Linked DNA regions of Mus musculus: region 2 is linked to region 1. Evidence: chromatin contacts called from public Hi-C data. All regions are on one chromosome and are shown on one strand. Each heading gives the region's core, a stretch centred on a gene start, on an enhancer-like site or on the middle of the called end of the contact. The rest is flanking DNA. Distances are from core to core; before and after follow the strand shown.

Region 1 (4,485 bases), core at 931-3,430:
TGCTCTTCCAATGGGTTCAACTCCCAGCACCCACATGCCAGCTTATGATTGCCTGAAACTCCAGTTCCAGGGGACCTGGATGCCCTCGAACACACAAACATACAGGTAATAGTGCACATAAAATATATTAAAAAAAAAAAAGCACAAGCCACCAGGACAAGCCTTGACAATGTTGGCATTCCTTCTAAGCATACCTGGCTCTATCAAACATCCCGATTCCTTTTTTTATAAATCACAACAGACAGTACTTATGCTCCACAAACTCCAATACCAAATCACAAAGTATACAAATTAAAGGCAAGGCTCCTCTCTTACAGACCTCAAGTCCAAAACAGAGAGTCCAGCCCAAACCCAACTGTCTTTTCCTAGCACAGGAGTAGAGCCTGTCTAGGAACAAGCACCAAGGTTCTGCCACAAAACCCCAACCTGCCCTAATAGTCATCTCTTAGGCAATTTACGACCCAGGTGGCGCTCATCTAAGAGTGACTGGAGCATAGGGCTTCACTTCCAATGTGTCCCTCTTTTCAACTTCTCAACGCACAGGCCTGCCCAATCTCTTTCTCTAGCATCTTCCACTGAAGCAGCTATCCTCATCCAGCCAATCAGATGGCAGAAGATGGCAAGCAAGTCTGGGCAGGGTTTCCTAACAGGTTTCTCTCTGGAGCCCGGGGCCAGTGCTCTGGAGAAAGAAGCCTGGACACCGGGCCACACAAAGCTGTTGGGACAGCTGTAACTGACTTCAGGATAAAGTTGTGTGCCCAGAGAACTCTGTCCTAGCATCCAACTGCAGCTATCCTAAGTGAGAAGAACCGAGAAGCTAGCTCAACTGCTCTTGCCTGGACACTCAGTGTTAAGGAGACAGAACCAGGGAATCACCAAGAGTTCAAGGTTAGCCTTGGCTACAAGAGATCCTGTCTCAAAAACAGGGAGAAGTGAGAGGTGGCTCTTATCAGAACTCTTAAAGGCCTTTTGCCCCACGGTCGAGGAAAAGGAACCCTAGGAGCACCCTGGCAATGATCTAGGCAGAAACTTGGGGGGCAGTGCTGCTGCTCCCGCAAGCACTCCAAAAGCCACTTAAACACAACTTGCCTTCCCAGGCAAACAGTCACTTCACGAGCTAAAAGTTTTGTGATGCAATGACCAAACTAAACCAAACCAAACCAAAAAACCATTCCCCTCCCCACTACTAGAGACAGGAAGGACATACAGGGATGGGTCTTATGACTCCAGGCTTCCTACAGTGTACAGTATTTGTCTGGCGACACCACCTACTTCAGAGCTACTTACCGGTCAGAGAGCCTGTGCAAGGTTGCTTATCTCCGCCCACCTCGGCAGAGGGAACATGGGTACCAGGCACTACGGCTGGCTTGGATAGGGCGAAGCGGCCTCTTTTACTCGAATGCACACTGTAGGCCCTAAGGATCCTTCAGTAAGTATACCACGCTGTTTGTTAAGTTTCCAGTGGCAGAGACAGCCAGAGGAGGGCAGGACTGCGATCACTCACAGCCTGAATACCTTTAGAAAGAAAACAAACTCCCCTTCGACGCCCGTTTTCTGCTATGCAGGCAGGTAACTAACTCATCCACTAAAACAACAGTTCCTTAAGAATAAAGGAAGGTGGGGCAGAGAATATACACAAGACTCCCCCACAAAAACCCAAGCTACAAGCCTAGCGTCTCGGTAACGAACGAAGCCTTCTGATGTGACTCCGGGTGCTTACAGGCCCCGACACGGCCCAGTACTCACGGCCTTCCGCACTCTCACTCGCCTAACTACGGAGCCCAGCACCGCCCAGAACGCGTCTGGGAGCTACTGGGAAGCTCAGATTATCTGTTGCGGGGTCGGCGGAACTCAGTTCGCCAAGAGTAGGGGGGCAGTGGGCCGTGCTCCCAACCCTGTATTCTCCCGTGGCACAGCGGCTGGGCCCTAGTGCCCCGAAGGCCGAGACTCGGAGGCCGCGAGCGAGAGGAGGCCGCCGTGGCTCCGCTCGGCGCCTCCCGGAAGCTCACTGGGAACGGCGGCGAGTCCGGGCGAAGATGGGAGTGCGTGCGCAGGCCGGTGGCGGCTCACCTGGGCGACCGCGGCCCGGACCGTCGCGGCGGCAGAGGCGGCGGCGCTCCTTTGTCTCGGGACTTCCCTCCGCGCCCGCCGCGCGCAGCACGGAGCGCAGGACCCCAGCGGGCGGGGCGGGGCCTGAGCTGGGCTGCCCGCCACACGCCTGCTCAGCTTACCGTCCCTCCCGTCCGGTGGCCTACGCGTCTACTTAAACACGAGCTTCCCGCAGCCCGCACGCGGCTGCCGCGCCCTCGTTGCCCGCGACCGCCTAAGGAGCCCGAGCCCAGGGCGCCTGTCCAAGCAGGCGGTGCCCTGAACGGCCGCACTCTTAAAGGGGCCGCGTCCTAGGCTCGAGGGAGCGTCTGCAAACTCCTCTTCGGGATGAGCGCGTCCACTCGAGGACACATCAGAGAGTCGTGTGAGGAAAAAGAAGCATAGATTCCCAAGGGTCATCCGGATGCTCAGAGGGCACCTTCCCGGGCACAGGCTCTGGAGGTATCCTTGGGCTCAAGGCCCGAGTCCCGGGAGCAAAGATCACTGAGGCCTAAACATCCTGGGAATCGTCGCAGTACGGTGACGATCCCCGGAACTTAGCGCGCTGTGACACTTTCTGCAATTGGCCAGCTCAGGAACTTGGGCGGGGTGAACCTCGAAACTATCCAATGAACTAGCCTCATACAAAGGGCCAAACGCAAGCAAAACCGACGGGGAGAGAAATGTGGATGCTCCCTAACCTACGAGTTAGCCCCCTAGTGGGGGAGGGGAATGGGCCTGCGCCGTGGGGGAGGGGCAGCACCCGCGGACCCCCCCCCCCGCGCGCGCGCCCCAGGCCTCTTCCCTGTGCCGCACCCCACACCTTAGTTCCACCTGAAACCCCTGTGCGGCTTCTGCTGGCCCCGCTGGACACGCTTTTGTCACGCCGTGGCCTAGTCCAGTTTCCTCGGCCAGTCCTCTGCAACCCAGCTCGGATGCTTCCTCACCGACTCACCGACGGGACGGGTACTTAGAACCGTCGGCTGGCCCCCTGGTGGCCATTCTGGCGCCTGCTCCTTTTTTTTTGGCACGTGCTGGAGGCCTTTCGGGGCCAGTTGCAGCCAACAAGGGCTTCCTGGGAATTTGGACTATGGGTCCAATTGCTGCCAGGGACTCCAGTGTTCATCTGTCAGTATCTCCGTCCATCTACTCACCACTCTCTCCTTCCTTCGTTCTCCTCTTACCTTTTGAGGTTGTTGGGTGCCCCAAAACAGGAACTAAGGTCCCATGCCCCTTGCCCACAATTGTCCAACATTCCCTGGAGCTCACCCTGTTAATTCCTCCTGTTCGTAGCCGTACTGTTTAAGAGTTAAGATCACAGTGAGCACCAGATCCTGAGGGACCTTGGTCTCTCATTGGGGCTGAGTTGTAGACAAGGTCGGCTTAGATACAAGTTCCTGACACACTAGATCTGTACCCCCAACAGATCTGGTTTGGATCCATCCCAGCCTGCAAAACAGCTTCCAAGTCTGGTGGCTCCTGGGCACTTAGGGATGTTGGCCTGTGAATTGTACCATCTGGGACCAAAGTTATCAGCAGATTGTCTGGGGGCTCTCATTTTGTGGCCGGTGGCTCTGAGTGGCCCAGTAATCTTTTTACTTTGTTTTTTTAGTTTAGGGTCCTATGCATTATCCCTGCCTGGCCTCCAACTGACCTTGAAGTCCTGTTCTATGTGATTCCACCCCTAAATTGCACAAATCGTACCACATCCACTTTGGAATCTACTTTTCAGCTAGGGTCACAGTTGAGCCTGGTCTGGACTCACGGATATTGGATTTTCTGCAGGAATGAGACTGAGGGAAAGACTGCGTGGAGAGGCAGCTGGAAGTCGTATGTAGTTATTGAAAGGATTGATCTGTGGTCCACAGGGCACTGCAGAAGGTTTAGAGCAGGAGTGTATGATGTAACGCCATGGTGTAGTGATAGTATGCAAATCACTCTAATCTCCCTAGCAGGCAAGCACTTCTTATGACTATCCCATGTAGATTCTTTTTTTTGTTTTGTTTTGTTTTTTTTGGTTTTTTGAGACAGGGTTTCTCTGTGTAGTTCTGGCTGTTCTAGAACTCAATGTAGACCAGACTGGCCTCAAACTCAGAAATCTGCCTGCCTCTGCCTCCCAAGTGCTGGGATCAAAGTCGTGCGCCACCACTGCCCCGGCTCCATGTGGATTCTTGAATAAAAGACACACACATGCAGCCTTATTTTTAATATGCCCTAAGCAGCCCAACAGCTGGGCCCCTCCCAACCTTCCACATTGCTAACACCTACCCTCTGAGACTCCTGAATTTATCATTTACTAAAATCTATATTCCATCTTTGCTACCCCAGACACTATTTGGGGAGGGCCCCCTGGGGCCACTCATCCTCAGCTCTTACATGGCCGTATGCTTTCTCTCC
Region 2 (4,485 bases), core at 752-3,251, 3.4 Mb after region 1:
AAACAAAAACAAAAACCTGTTCCTAGAGGGAGCTGAGTGTGGTGGCACATGCCTCTACCCTCAGCACTTGGGACACAGAGGCAGTGAAGATCAGGGGTTCAAGACCAGCCTGATACACAGAAAGCTTTCAGTCATGAGCTCCTACTTCAAAATAAACAAACAAAACCACAAACCAAATAAAAATAATTTCCTGAGTCAGAATTTCTGGGGCAGTACAAAAGTATGTTTTAAGACGGGGGGGGGGGGGGGGGGGGCGGGGGGGAGCTCAGTATAGTGGCAGCACAGGCGCCTTTAATCCCCGCACTCCAGAGACAGAGGCAGGTGGATCTCTGTGAGTTCCAGGCCAGCCTGGTCTACAGAGTGAGTTCCAGGCCAGCCATAGTGAGAGCCTGTGTACACAGAAAGAGAAGCAGGGGCACAGCAGAGCTGGGGAGCCTGATGTGGAGCAGTCAGTAGGGTGGAGCAGCCTGGAGGCTCCCTGCACTACCCGCTACTTCTCTTACTTGTCTTTATTGTGAGACAGGCTCCCCACAAAGGTGGAGTGTAGTGGGCTTTGGCATCCTCCTCCTCCTGTCCCCAGCTAGCCAATGCTGGGTTATAGGTGTAAGCCACCATCCATGCCTTAATTCTTTTTGATTCTTCCTTCCTGGGCTGGGGACCCATCTGAGGGCCTAACACATGCAGGGCTACTCTACCCTGAGCTGTAGTCCCAGCCTTTATCTTTAAGCAGGCTTTCATTGCTAAAAAACACTTAAAAAAAAATACAAGCACGTTAACACAGCTCTTTTTGCTTCTGCTACCCTCAGCCATCTGTCCATCCATCCATTCACCCACTCACTGATTCGTTTAAAATCTCTATTTGGGATATTTTAAATGCAAAAAAATGTAACCCGATTTATAAAATTTTGACTCAAAGGACCAGAAACCCTCAAAATTAGTTAAGGTACAAGAATATCTTTTACCTAATTAAGTCATCTTTCACATGCTTTCTAAAACCATAAGACAAAATTCACTTCCAATTAAAAAAAAAAAAAAAAAAAAGCACTTGTATTTCCCAACCAAAAACCTCATTGCCTGTGACTCTCAGTTTTGGTGGAGAATGTATTGGGGATGGTCTAGTGGCAGGAGATGCTTGAAGGTGGCAGCCCTCCAGCTGCTGACAGGTCACATAAACACCTTCCCTTAATGCTAGTCAGTGTGATACCAAGCAGGTGTGGTAGAGAGATCCTCATTACTGGGCTGAACAGTGGAGACTTCATGGGGGGACCCAAAGTCCAGCAATAAGGACTAGAAGACAGAGAAGGAGGAGAGGGGACAGAGGGTGGGCTTAAGGCAGAGAGAACAAAATGAGCAGAACAGTAAAGTCTGGAAGCAAAGGGGGCCCTGAGCTGCGGCCTGATGAGGACACAGAGAGTGGAAGTGTGGGGGGCCCACAGTCCAGTTCCTTCAGCTGTGGACATCACAGAGATGCGAATTTTTGAAAGGATCCAGTATGCAAATTCCATGTTGTCTCTTGCCATTTCGGTTTCACGCAGCCTTTCTATAAGGAGAGAGAAGTTCCAGGGACCACCGCTATTCATTCATTCATTCATTCATTCATTCACCCACTCCTTGTGCCTGGGACACTCCTGGCTCTGCAGGTGACCCAAGCAGCCACGCTCTGGGACGCGAGCGGGCTGTCAGCTCCCAGGCGGCAGCCAGAGCTCCGGACCGCTCCCGACCCAGGCTCACCTGGTTTCCGGTGGCCCGCAGGAGCGCAGACGCTGGGGACAGACTCGGCTCCAGCCTGGCTGGCGGCAGCGCTGCGGACGCGGAGGCCGGCAGTTCCGGAGCCGTTGCTGCAGAACCCGCGGGCGTTCCGGCTGTGCGGGTGACGGGCGAGGATGGCATCTGGGCCGAGGAGAAGGGGTCCCTGCTGCCCTCCACATACCCGGATCTTCTAGAAATAGCCACGAGAATAAGATTTCCCCTTTCTCCTGCTCGGTGTAGGCATGGGTGGATGTGGGTTCTTACGGGTCTAACTTTCCCCATTCACTTTTATTAGCTTTCTCGGCTTCTACGGAAGATTCCACTAGGTGGGAATGCAGGGTCGCATTGATCTTGTAGAGACTAGAACCAGGGCCTAAGAAAGCTCAACAGACTTACCTAAATGAGATGCGGTCAGAATGCTCGCCCTAGTAGTTCTCCATACTCTCAGAGGCATGAATTAAGTCTTTAATACCCACCCCCCAATTTTCTTTTAAATTTCTAAACTTTGGATGGCTCTAAAGGGCAAGAGTCGGTCTCAAACCCGAGTGATGGTTTTTGGGGTGTTGCACATACGGTCTCATCACTACACAGCAGAGGCTTGGTCTCCTGGTTTTTCCAAATGCTAGAATTACAGGATTTGTAAATACAAATAAACAAATAAATAAATAAACAAATAAATAAATAAGAAGGGTCCCCTGGTCTTTCCAAATGCTGGAATTACAGGTTGTGTATAAATAAATAAATAAGAGAAAGGTCTCTTGGTCTTTTCAAATGCTGGAATTACAGGTTCTGTACATATAAATAAATAGTATGAAAGGGTCTCCTGGTCTTTCTAAATGCTGGAATTACAGGCTGTGTAAATAGATATATATGTATGCATGTATATGAAGGGTTTTCTGGTCTTTCCAAATGCCGGAATTGCAGGTGGTGTAAATATAAATAAATAAATGAGAAGACCTTCCTGAAATGGAATGACCTACTTGCAGTGTGTGTGTGTACCTTCCCCTTCCAGTAGTGGGTATTGAACCCAGGGCCTTGCAAATGCTGGTCCCCAGCCTGGAAGTGGCCATTCATGATGTCTACCTCTGACCTCGTGCATTGGAACTCCCTGTGGGTCCCTGGAACCTCCTTCTGCCACTTCTGCCTGAAAACATGTAGGAGCGCCTGGAGGGAGAGCCTGGGCTTTGAGGCAAGACTAATATTTGCCTAGGGGGCAGGTTTCACCAGCATCCCGAGGTGAGCCACTTGTCCTTGAGCAGACCGGAATGCGACAGCTTTCTGGACAGGGCCTGTCTGTTCTTTCAAGTTGTTCTTGGAAATTGACGACTCTAGTGAGCAGGTTGCTCGGAGTTCAAAGATCATTTGGCTCTCTTCCCCGACGCTGTCACAGCGGCTTTCCGCCATGGCGCCAGGCATTCGCCCGTGCGACCACAGAGAGGCGCGCGCGCCCCGCGCTGCGGCCTCCACCCTTGGCGCCCCGGGGAGCCCAGTCCCCGAGAGTTCCTGCCTCGGCTCCCCAAGCCGCGTCCCTCTTCTCGCGAGATCTGCCGGCCCTGCGCGCTCTTCTCGCGACCCCCCGCCCCGTGGGCAGGTTCCATATTGGGTAAGATCTGGATTCAGAGCGGGGCCTCCTTGGAGCTGTTCTCGCGAGAGTTCCGCGAGAGGCTCCCGGCCGCTGCCTGTGGGATCGCCGCCACTGGAGCCCAAGCGGGGCGCTGAAGCGCGAGCGGGTGTCTTGCGGCGTCGGCGTGCGCTCCCTCCCCGGGGAGCGGCTGCAGGAGGACCGCGGCGGGAGCAGCCTCGAGCCGTGCAGCCGGCTCCGGCACCTTGCCGACGCTCGTAGGAGCCGCCGCGGCTGACAGGGGCGGCGGGTCGCAGCCTCCACACCTGCGCGGGTGGCGGGCGCGGGGTCCGGTCTGCCGCGGGCGGGCGCAGAGGAGAGCGTGCGGCTGCAGGCAGGAGCCCCCGCTCGGCCACCTCCTCGCCCCGCTGCTGCCGCTGGAAGATGTCGCAGGAGAGGCCCACGTTCTACCGGCAGGAGCTGAACAAGACCATCTGGGAGGTGCCCGAACGATACCAGAACCTGTCCCCGGTGGGCTCGGGCGCCTATGGCTCGGTGTGGTGAGTGTCGCCGGGCCTCGGGTTAGGGGTGGGGTGGGGGGACGCGGTGGAGCAAGCAGGGTGGCCCTGCATGCCTGAGGGCCAGGCCTGTCCCCACAGCTCAGCGATGCGCCCAGCGGCAGGAATTCTCCTCCGGGCGTGTCTGGGGGTGCAGGGGGCAGCTGGAGCGGGACGTGTCCTGCACCCCTCGCCCTGCATACGCAGGTCGGGGGCGAGCCGTGTGCGGGAGCGGGTCAGCTGCGGACGCGGTGGGATGCTTCTCTACCCTGCGCTCTCCCTGCTCCCAAGACTGGCCCTCCCGGGGGTCCTCTGCTGCAGCGCGGCCTCAGGACCCTGCCTCCGGGTACCGCCACTCGGGACGCGGGAGCCCTGCCCCGGGGAGCAGACGAGCTGGGCGGAGCTCCAGCGAGGAGCTGTAGGGCAAAGCCTGACCCGGGGACTGCGGTCACCTGAACGAAACTTGCAAGAGAAAGCGCTCCTTTCCCGGAATTTTTTTTTTTTTCCTTTTTTCTCCCCCTTTTCCCATTTTTGCAAGCCTCCATCGAAAAATCCTGTCTCAGGAAACGTTCCTTTGGGATTCGCACTTGAATTAGCAGCACCCCGAAGAGCTTAAAA

What was found. Hi-C and Micro-C count contacts between places; a contact is called where the count stands out from the background.
Region 2: a Hi-C map of B cells shows a contact between it and region 1, with 6 read pairs. The contact joins the promoter of Slc26a8 here to the promoter of Ube2i in region 1.

What each region holds. Positions count from the first base shown.
Region 1 is chr17:25,271,251-25,275,735 of GRCm38.p6, forward strand. It overlaps Ube2i (ubiquitin-conjugating enzyme E2I), which reads right to left and starts at 2,181. Exons shown (of 7, transcript NM_001177610.1): 1 at 2,071-2,181. Gm17801 (predicted gene, 17801) reads left to right here and starts at 2,874. Exons shown (of 1, transcript NR_027452.1): 1 at 2,874-4,278.
Region 2 is chr17:28,687,986-28,692,470 of GRCm38.p6, forward strand. It overlaps Slc26a8 (solute carrier family 26, member 8), which reads right to left and starts at 2,002. Exons shown (of 20, transcript NM_001290320.1): 1 at 1,732-2,002. It overlaps Mapk14 (mitogen-activated protein kinase 14), which reads left to right and starts at 3,357. Exons shown (of 12, transcript NM_011951.3): 1 at 3,357-3,870. The coding sequence starts at 3,755.